2 separate regions of the Mus musculus genome follow, and region 2 is linked to region 1. Evidence: chromatin contacts called from public Micro-C data. All regions are on one chromosome and are shown on one strand. Each heading gives the region's core, a stretch centred on a gene start, on an enhancer-like site or on the middle of the called end of the contact. The rest is flanking DNA. Distances are from core to core; before and after follow the strand shown.

Region 1 (4,827 bases), core at 1,248-3,747:
TTCCAGGGGAAGTGGAGCAGCAGAAAATGGGTTAACTATAGAGGGACTAAAATACACAAGGTTTCCAAAATAAAGACGAGTGTCCCTTCCTCTGTACACGGCAGGCCCACTCTGAAAGGCCCTACAAAAACCTCAAAGCCTACAGTGACTTTTCCTGTAATCCAAGAATTGGAGATGCTGAGACAGGAGGATTCATTTGAGTTTGATATAAGCTTAAGCTAGGAACGAATGAACGGAGGAAGACTCTGTCTCAAATGACAACAAAGACCTTGAATGGAGAAAGCAGGGACAGCACAGAAAGCTCCAAGCCCAGTGAGCCTTTGGATGGGCCACTGAATGGTGAGCACACAGCACAGAGGGACCACGATTTTGTGAGTGACACGGAGGAAGATCAATAACCCTGGGGACTGGTGGGGTGGGGGTGGGGAGCTAGTTAAAGAGTGTAGCAGGGAGGCCTTCAAGACAATTGGAGAGAGAAATCAGGCGAAGTACACAGAGGCAGATAAGGCCCCATCCTGAGGGATCGCCCACTTTGGGTTCAGCACACTCCATCCGGAGCCCTGGTGAGAGCAGAGATGCTGGGCAGACCTCTGAGGAGCATCAGCTGGGGGCTTGCATGGAGGATGGGCCTGGGCTTCTCTCCCAGCTTCTCTCCTCTCTTGCTCTCTACCAGACCCTCCCAGCTCCCAAGCTGCTAGGATCCAGCTGTTCTACCTCCTCCCACTTCCTTAGGGAGAAGCCTCCAGTAGGCAGGGAGGTGGAAACCCCCCCAGGAAGTCCCTGATTTTGGTTCTAGAGAACTCCCTACTTTCTATTGAGTTACCTTTGGACAGAGCTCCATTCGAAGCCTGGCTTTCCTGATAGGAAATGGGGGGGTGAAATGCCTGCCCAGAGGACCTGTCCCCAGGAACTTCCCAGTCCACGTATTGCTTTGGGTCTGAAGACTCTCCTCAGACACTGGAGTACACCCAGTTGGATGGTTCCTTCAACCTCACCTAGTCCTTCCTGGCAAATCCTGGGGCACCAGCCACTGAGTGCCAACATCTCTCCACTTGTACTCATCCCTGCTGGGAAACAGCATTAGTGAAACCAGGCATCAGGGCCCTCCTGGACCCCAACTAATGTCTGCTTCCAGGAGTGATGGGAGACAGGAAGATCTAGCCTGTTCTGCTTCTTGGAGGTGGGTCAGAAGATCTACTTTCTCCCCCCTTCCCCTTTTCTCCTTTTCCTCCTTTCCTCCCATCCTGTTCTTCTAGAGCAATCCATACAATTTCTACAGCAACCCTCAAGTCCTAAGGAAAAATTACTAGGCCCTTGCACTGTGTGCAAGAGGTAAGGTACTAGGCTGTGAGTGGTCAAATTAGGTACAGCTTTTTGCATTTTGATTCTGTTACTTGCCCAACACCTCAGGCAGCCAATGAGAAGATCAGCCCTTTCCCCCACCTCAACCCATCAGCAAGTCTAACTTTCTAGCTTAGTAGCATCCTTAGCCCAGCAATGCACAGAGGATCAAAGTGATTGACAGGGCTGGGTCTCTCCACGCCCACCTCCCATTTGTAAGCTACAGGGTAACTGACTCCGGGCTATTTCATCTCCTGGTTTCCTCAGGAAAGGAGGTCAAAGGATATCGGACTCAGATGTGCCTGTTGCCATCCCCTCTGGCATATAGACCCATTATGCATTGAGCCCATAACATAGATGACCAATGGATAATGAGTGGACACACCTCCAACACAACCGGAACACGTGTGGTCCAAGTCTCATCAGGTTCTTTGGCGCTTACTCCACCCATCCTCCCAACACACAAGGGGGACAGACAGACACTCATGACACACATACACACAAACACATGCTTGCACAAGCCCTAATCAATGAACGATCCCGTGGCATGGCATCTGCCCCAGGTGCGCCTTTGGATTTGCTCCACCCTACCCACTTCCCCTAGGCACCCCCCATGCCCACTTTGCCTGCATTTCACACAGGTGCCCGGACACCAAACACGCAGCATGTGGATACACGTATGCACTCCCAGGTCCACACCCTAGCTGAGTGATTGAACCACCCAACTCCTGCAACCTCCTGGGACTCCAGTGCTTCAGCACACCCAAGTCCCACGCACTAACTCCCCAGATCTGGGGCTTCAGGAACTTCATGCCTCTCTCCATTGTTCTCCAAGATTTCATATTTCAAAGTTGCTCCTTTTAACCCCTCTCCCCATACCTACCTATCCACGCCAGCCCGGAAGGACCCGCTATCCGCATCGCCCTCTCCTGGCCGCCGAGGAGTTAACGCCACCCCCACCCCCCAGCCCCTCGCGTGGTGCAATGGTGTCCCTGTCCTTGGTCCCTTCCCACGCGCAGTGACACCTGTCGGAGCTCACTCCCTCTTCCCCTTACCTGTGTGCATGGGCTCCAGATTCACCATCCTGCCCCAGGCGGGGCCAAAGCCTGCGCCCCCCCAGGTCCCTCGCTGCTGCCCCAGCCTGGCCCCCGGGGAAGCCAGGGTCTCCCTCCTCCCGCCCTCTGCCGCCGCAGCTGCAGCCCCTACAGGAGCGGCTGCCACCTCGGTCGCACACTCCGCTGCTCCGGCCCCGGCAGGACTCCGCGGACAGGCTTAGCACACTCCCCAGGTGAGCACGCGGCGCGGGGCGGGGGCCTCGGCCACGCCCCCTGGCAGGGCCCCCGCGCTTGGTCCCGGGCCCATGCAAAACAGGGATTTGCATACGTGGAACTGGGGGCCGGGAGAGGGGTGTCAAGGTGCTGCCGGGGCGGGTCCCGACCCTGAGGAACACCTGTCCGTCGAGACCCCGCCTGGCAGTCCTTCCCCATCACGCCCTCAGCGGCTCCTACTCCTGGGGCAGTTTTGCTCTTTCGGGGAACCCCAGGCTTCTGCCTAGTTGGGCTCCAGAAGAGTAAGCAGTGCTGCTCAGAACCTGCGAGTGTTTGGAGAAGACAAGGGGTTGCTGCGAATGGTCTTGCCTTCCAACCGCTTACCACCGCCGTGGCTTGGGTCAGGCTGTTCACCTCTCTGACCCCATTTTACTCATCTATACAACGGGGCCTGTGGTTAATAACTGCTATCTATGAGAGCTAAGCAGGTGACTAAACCGGGCTGATTTCCTGTGGTTTACCCTTGTCACTTGCAGCAGCTTCTTCTGACTCTTTCCAGGGCTCTTTCCAGAGAGACACGGCTGTCCCTTTCCTGCCGGTTCCCACCATCAATCACCTCTGGTCCCAAGTTATGAGGGAGAAGGGTGTGGAGAATATTCGCCAATGTCAGCAGTTGTGATGGAGTTCACTTTTCAGGGACTGGAGTGACTTATCCAAACTCTGCAATTTGCCAGAGATGGAGCCTGCAAGGGCAAAAATCTCCCACTCTTCAGGGGCCAGCGAGTGACTCTGTGCCTCAGAGGAACACATCCAGCCAGCTCAGAAAGCCGTGTGCTGACAGGAGGGCAGAGCTTCCCTTTTCATCTCCTTTCCAGATACGATCCCCATTAACCTTCCACCCCCAGCCCCAGCCCAAGTCATTTCCGAGGATGGTCTTGGGCTTTTCAGCCTTAAAAGGAAGAAAGAGAAAGAAAGAAAGAAAGAAAGAAAGAAAGAAAGAAAGAAAGGAAGGAAGGAAGGAAGGAAGGAAGGAAGGAAGGAAGGAAGGAAGGAAGGAAGGAAGGAAGGAAGGAGCTGGAGAGATGGCTCAGCAATTAAGAGCACTGACTGCTCTTCCAAAGGTCCTGAGTTCAAATCCCAGCAAGCACATGGTGGCTCACAACCATCTGTAATGAGATCTGACTCCCTCTTCTGGAGTGTCTGAAGACAGCTACAGTGTACTTACATATAATAAATAAATAAATCTTTTTTTTAAAGTATACTTTTCTCCTGAGATTTCCATTCATAATACCCCAAGCTTACTGTGCTTCCGCTCTGGACTTAGCATGGTGCTGAAAAACTTTAAGGGTGTCTTTAATATTATTATTATTGTTATTGTTATTATTATTACTGAAGTGCTGTAAGTTCAGAATCAAGATGCTTATGCATGTTAAGCAACTCCAAAGCTGTATTCCCAGTCGGTTCCAATTTTGAGACAGGGTCCCCTTATAGAGTCTAAGACATTCTCCAAAATGTAATGCACATTAAATAAACCCTGTAGGGGCTGAAGAGATGGCTCAGTGGTTAAGAGCACTGACTGCTCTTCTAGAGGTCCTGAGTTCAATACCCAGCAACCACATGGTGGCTCACAACCATCTGTGATGGGATCTGACAACCTCTTCTGGTGTGCCTGAAGAGAGCGTACTCACATAATAAACAAACAAACAAACAAACAAACAAATAAATATTTAGGCAGGCGGTGGTGGCACATGCCTTTAATCCCAGCACTTGGGAGGCAGAGGCAGGTGGATTTCTGAGTTCGAGGCCAGCCTGGTCTACAAAGTGAGTTCCAGGACAGCCAGGGTTATACAGAGAAACCCTGTCTCAAAAAACAAATGAACAGGGGCTGGTGAGATGGCTCAGTGGCTAAGAGTGCCAACTGCTCTTCCAAAGGTCCCGAGTTCAAATCCCAGCAACCACATGGTGGCTCACAACCATCCGTAATGAAATCTAATGCCCTCTTGGAGTATCTGAGGACAGCTACAGTGTACTTACATATAATAAATAAATAAATCTTTAAAAAAAAACAAATGAACAAACAACTCAGTACACAAACAACCAAACAACCCCTGTAATAGTAGCATGGTGTCTATTTCACAGATGGGAACACTGGGGCTTAGGGAGTTTAACTTGCCACACAACACAGCCCATAAACACCAAGAACAGAATCTCCTCTGTG
Region 2 (4,827 bases), core at 1,319-3,818, 540 kb after region 1:
TTGGTCAATATATTTTCCTCTTTGTCCTCAGTGTGAGGACCACATGGAAATTATGAGTACAGGGTCGAGGTGGACAAAAGCAGAAGTGAGATGATAGTGCCATCATGCAGGAATTGAGATAGTGCTATCACACACAGGGCACAGAAACAGCAGAGCCATCAAGTTCTTTTTGTCGTTTTCTTTTCTTTTCTTGGTTGGTTGGTTGGTTTGGGTTTGGTTTGGTTTGTTGGTTGGTTGTTCTTTTTGAGACAGGGCTTCTCTGTGTAGCCCAGGCTGTCTTGGAACTCACTCTGCAGACCATCTGCCTCCTGAGTGCTGGGACTAAAGGTGTGCGCCACTGCCCAGCAGAGCCATGTGGTTTGCTTTCAAGCTGGAACAAGACAGCTAAGCTAGAAGAAGCAGACATGGCACTGGGGCCCCTAGCTGAAAGACTGGGACCACAGAGAGTTGTCAGTTAGAAAGATTTCCTTTGCTGATAGGAAGGAAAATAAGACCAGGCATCAGGAGACACAGGCTGTGGTTCCCCACCCCCCAACCCCCGCCCCATGGCCTTTCTGTGTAGCTCTGGCTCTCCTGGAACTCACTTTATAGACCCTTGGCTTCGAACTCAGAGATCTTCCTGCCTCTGCCTCAAAGGGCTTTGGATGCCCTTGTACTAACAGATCCAGGAATGAACACTCAGCAAGTGTGGAGAAGGTAAGAGACCACAGCACTGACAGAACTTGGTGTGTCTGGAGTTAGTGCACAAGTGTTCAGCTCCTATGACGTGTTAGCCACAAGCAAAAAACAAATTCCTTTTGGCTTGGGCAAGTTTAAAAGCACTTGCAAGCCAGATGGGAGATTCCTGGCTGCCAGCCTGGCCACCAACCTGCTTAATTTGACAGGGCATCCTCTGGATTAAGACCCTCCCGTGGCTACCTGGCATGAGTCTGATTTCAGGCTTGACCTTACCGCAAGCTCAGGCAGGGTTAGAACCAATTATTTATTAGGCCGTTTCCTAATACCCAGCTGTTGCTCTCTTTCACAGTTTTCCCTGTGCTGACCTCTACTTTAAATCCAGTATCTTGAAGGATGGTCTGTGCCTGACAGACACCTCCAGTCAGCCCCTGTTGCGCCCCTTACCACAGAAGCCTTTCAGGTCCCTCCCAGCCCAGGCTAACGTAGATGTCCTGAATCTGAAAACCCCCACAATGCCGTGCTGCGGTGAGTGATTCTATAGAACTTCTGTTTCTGTGTCTCCCCCCCCCCCCCATCCCCACTAGACCCCGCTCCTGTGGGGCAAGGACCAACTATGAGACCACACAATGCATTCCCAAGTCAGGCGGTAGTGTGGTAGACAGTTTGTCCTGAGTTACACGGGTGAAGCATAAAAGGATACAGAGAGCATTCCTTTTGAGTGGAGTGACTTCTTTAGCAGGCTGAGCCCGTGGGCCCAAGAGTGGGAAACTGTCCCTCTCTTCCATTGTCCTGCCCCTCCCATTCTCCGAAAGGAAAATTTACATTTTATCAGAATTTGGCGCTACCCCAAGCCTCTGTGCCCTTGGGGCTGGGCTAAGGGCAAAGGGCAAAGTGGGTGTGGTCTGCTCAGCCCCGAACGAGGGAGTTCTGTTCTCTTGACTGGGAAACCCTGTCTGTCTGCCTCTCCTAGTCCAAGGATGGGGACAGAAGGTCCAGGCTTCAGGCTGCTAAGGGCCCCTCGGGCTCAGTCACCTTGGCAAGAAGCCACCCGGATGTGGTGGGTGGCGAACAGGATGGGGCGGAGAGTCCTGGCCGTTCTGGGACACCGACTGGATGGGCCACTTTCGCGGGAATCCCGCAAACCACTCAGAAACGAGGTGAAGGCAATGGGAGCCCACTTGGTTTGTCGCTCTTTGGGGAAAGCAGAATGCTTCGATTTCGGGACAAGGACCCCCTGAAGGCAATAAGGATTAAAGAAGACCCACTAGAAACCTGAGTGCCCTGATCTCTCACCCACTAATGTCTTGTCTTGCCTCAACTCTTCACAGCTTTCGCGGTTGGTCCTCCGCAAAGCTGTTTCCGTCTGGTGTCCAGATCTTGGGGAGCAGAAGCTTTGGCAACAGTTCTAGCCTGTGCTCTGCTTCTTTCTGCCACTCTCCATGCCCTCCTCTGGGCCTTTGTTTCCTCATCTGCGAAATGGTCCCAGGGTCGGACCAGAGAGTCAGAAAAGCCCTCGGAGCTCGGACAATGCCAGATCCAGCGTTCACACGGATCCCTACGGCAGCCCCCCTCCTCATCTTAACTCCACCCCTACCGAGCAGCTTCTCCCCCTTGCCGGCCGCTAGGGGTCACTGCCTCCCTTTGTCAGCGACCGAGGAGGGCAGCCCGCCCTCCGGCCCTTTCCACGACCGAACGGCGACCCAAGGGGCATCTTGCTAGCTTGGGGCCCTGAGCCGAACCCCACGGCCACGCTCGCAGCCACAGCTGCTTAGGACTGGGAGGTGCGGCCGCGCGGGCGGAGGCCGGGCCAGGGCTGGGCCGGGCGCGTGGGAGCCAGGAGGGGGTTAATGCTAACCCCTCCCCCCGGGCTGACATCACGGGAGAGCGGGTGAGAGGCTGGATCGGCGAGTGAGAGAAAGAGAGGGAGAGGAGAGAGCGCGGCTCGCCTCGGCACCGGGGCAGCTCCACATTGTTGCGGATCGCCCGCACCGAGCGCAGCGGCCGCGGTGGGGACCCGTGGCGCACCCGGCTCGCTCCCCTCGGTCCTCCGAGACCGTGCAGCCCCGAGCCCCGCGGGCAGCTGGCCGCCCTAGCCGCACACCACCGCCTGGGCCCCGAGCCCTCCGCACCGCCCGGCCACCCTCGGAGAACAGCCGGCCATGGACGCCTGCAAGTTGGAGCCGAGCGGGAGGGTGTGAGCGCGCCCAGGGCCGGGAGCCTGCGCCGCGCTAGCCCGGTAGCCGGGCGCGCCGGGGGTGGGTCCCTCTCCCCAGCCGGGCTTTGCGTGGAAGAAGAGGGCGGGGACCGGGGCGAGGAGAAGAGCGGAGGAGGCGAAGGGGGCATGACTCGTGCAACTTACTGCGGGCATCTGCCGAGGCTCTGAGCCGGCGGCAGCCGGGGACCGGATTGCGGCCGCGCGGATCCCACCCAGCCCACCCCGCCCCGACCGACGGCTGCGGCTGACCTGGATCCTCCGAGCGCCCGCCAACCGCCAGCGATCCGCCCTCGTCTTCCAGACTGGTTTCTGGAGCGCGAGGAGCGCCCTCCTGGCAGCCCCTTTCGCCGGACCCCCACCCCCCGATGGCTCGGATGGGGCTTGCGGGCGCCGCTGGACGCTGGTGGGGACTCGCTCTCGGCTTGACCGCCTTCTTCCTCCCAGGTAAGGCGATTGCCTCTGCCTCCCTCCATAGCCCCCCACCCAACCAGAACCTCCCCGGGACTTGGAGCTGGATGATGGGCAAGGCTACGGGTTGTAGGGAGCGAACGGAGCCAGAAAAGTTGGGTCACGCTTGGATAAGGGGGGGCAGGAGGTGGCACCGTGGAGAAAGGGGTTGAGAAGCCCAACAGCCTGCCCTGCAGGGTAGCAATCGGATGCACGTCTCTATGTAGCAAGAAAGCACTTTCTCCGCTCAGTTCTTCACAAAAATAATAATATGTAATAGGGTTCTATTTATTTAATAACCAGTTCTCAGCTCGAGAAGCAGTTTGGAAACACTGCGTGTTACATAAATGCAAAATAATCACCGTAATCACGGGCTTGGGGTATGAGACAACAGCCCCAGGGGGAGGGCGTCAGTCTCCTAGCTGGTGGGCTGTGGGCTAGGAGAGTGGCGGGGGTTGGGGGCGACTTCATTTCTTTTGGCGGCCTCTTGTCAGATGGTTTCGGGCTCATGGGGGCCCCCTCCTGCCCCACATCGCCCCACAGCGGGCGATCGGAACCTGCTCCTGCGGCACAGGCAGCTTCTTACTCACCTGCGGTTCCTTTTCTGGAGGGTGAGGTCGGGCCGCCTAGGGATCGCAAACTCCGGGCCTTGCGCGGGGCTGGGCTCCGTCTCGGAACTCCACTTCTAAAGCGGAGGGCTCTCCCAGGAGGAAGCTCCACGGGCTTCATGCCAGCCAGGTGGCCGCATGACCCACTTTCCCGGGAGGCCCCGAGGGTGTCCCGCGTGTCTTTCCTCGAGGTGTGAGCTGCCGGCAGAAGAGGGGTTAACTCCGCGCCCGACCCTGGGGTGGCCCATATTGGCCTATTCTGACGGATGGGGTGGGGGCGGGCGGAGGCTAGGACGGCCCAGGCATATTGTGCTGGGGAATGAACTGGAAAATGCGTTTAGGAGGCAAATCCTACCGAGTCCCCTCGCCTGGGTTTAACCCCTTGGGTCCCTGGGGAAGCAACTAGGCTGCCAGCAGGACACTAATTCGGGTCAAAGTGGGGAGAGTATCTCGCTAGCCAACTCCCCCGTCCCCCGTAAAGAAACCTGAGACAAGCTCTTGAGATAAGATGGGGTCTTGGAAGGCTTGTTTCGTGGTCGTCAACTCGGGGTGGCAAAATAGGGGGCTGGAATGCAGACAGAGACTTCTGGATTATTAAGAATATTGGATTCCCGGCCACTGTGATTCTGCAGGCTTGCCAGGCAGTTTGGTAAGGAGAGGTAGGCCTGCCTGTCCAGGTGTAGCTTGGACTCTCTCCTGGATGGCAAGAGCCTGGCCTCCTCTGCTTCCCTTACTGCCTCCTCCTCCTCCTGCTGCCGGCCTTCTCCGTGCTGGGGCGCTGCACCTCTCCAGCAGTGGTGGATGTCAGGAAAGCAGTTTGGGAAAGCCAGTACCTAGGCCAGTGTGGAGTGCTCCCCTCTTGGGTGTCCCAGGAAGGGA

What was found. Hi-C and Micro-C count contacts between places; a contact is called where the count stands out from the background.
Region 2: a Micro-C map of embryonic stem cells shows a contact between it and region 1, with 2.8 times the contacts expected there. The contact joins the promoter of Nectin1 here to the promoter of Pou2f3 in region 1. A contact is called at or near these places in 7 of 39 promoter capture datasets (the 3T3-L1 cell line, the SN4741 cell line, cranial neural crest and 3 more), 3 of 484 Hi-C or Micro-C datasets (cortical neurons and embryonic stem cells) and 4 of 115 datasets of contacts at active chromatin or transcription factors (embryonic midbrain, embryonic stem cells and neural tube).

Annotation. Positions count from the first base shown.
Region 1 is chr9:43,203,258-43,208,084 of GRCm38.p6, forward strand. It overlaps Pou2f3 (POU domain, class 2, transcription factor 3), which reads right to left and starts at 2,498. Exons shown (of 13, transcript NM_011139.2): 1 at 2,397-2,498. The coding sequence starts at 2,424.
Region 2 is chr9:43,741,386-43,746,212 of GRCm38.p6, forward strand. It overlaps Nectin1 (nectin cell adhesion molecule 1), which reads left to right and starts at 2,569. Exons shown (of 6, transcript NM_021424.3): 1 at 2,569-3,337. The coding sequence starts at 3,259. It overlaps Gm46108 (a long non-coding RNA gene), which reads right to left. Exons shown (of 4, transcript XR_003948147.1): 3 at 3,931-4,827.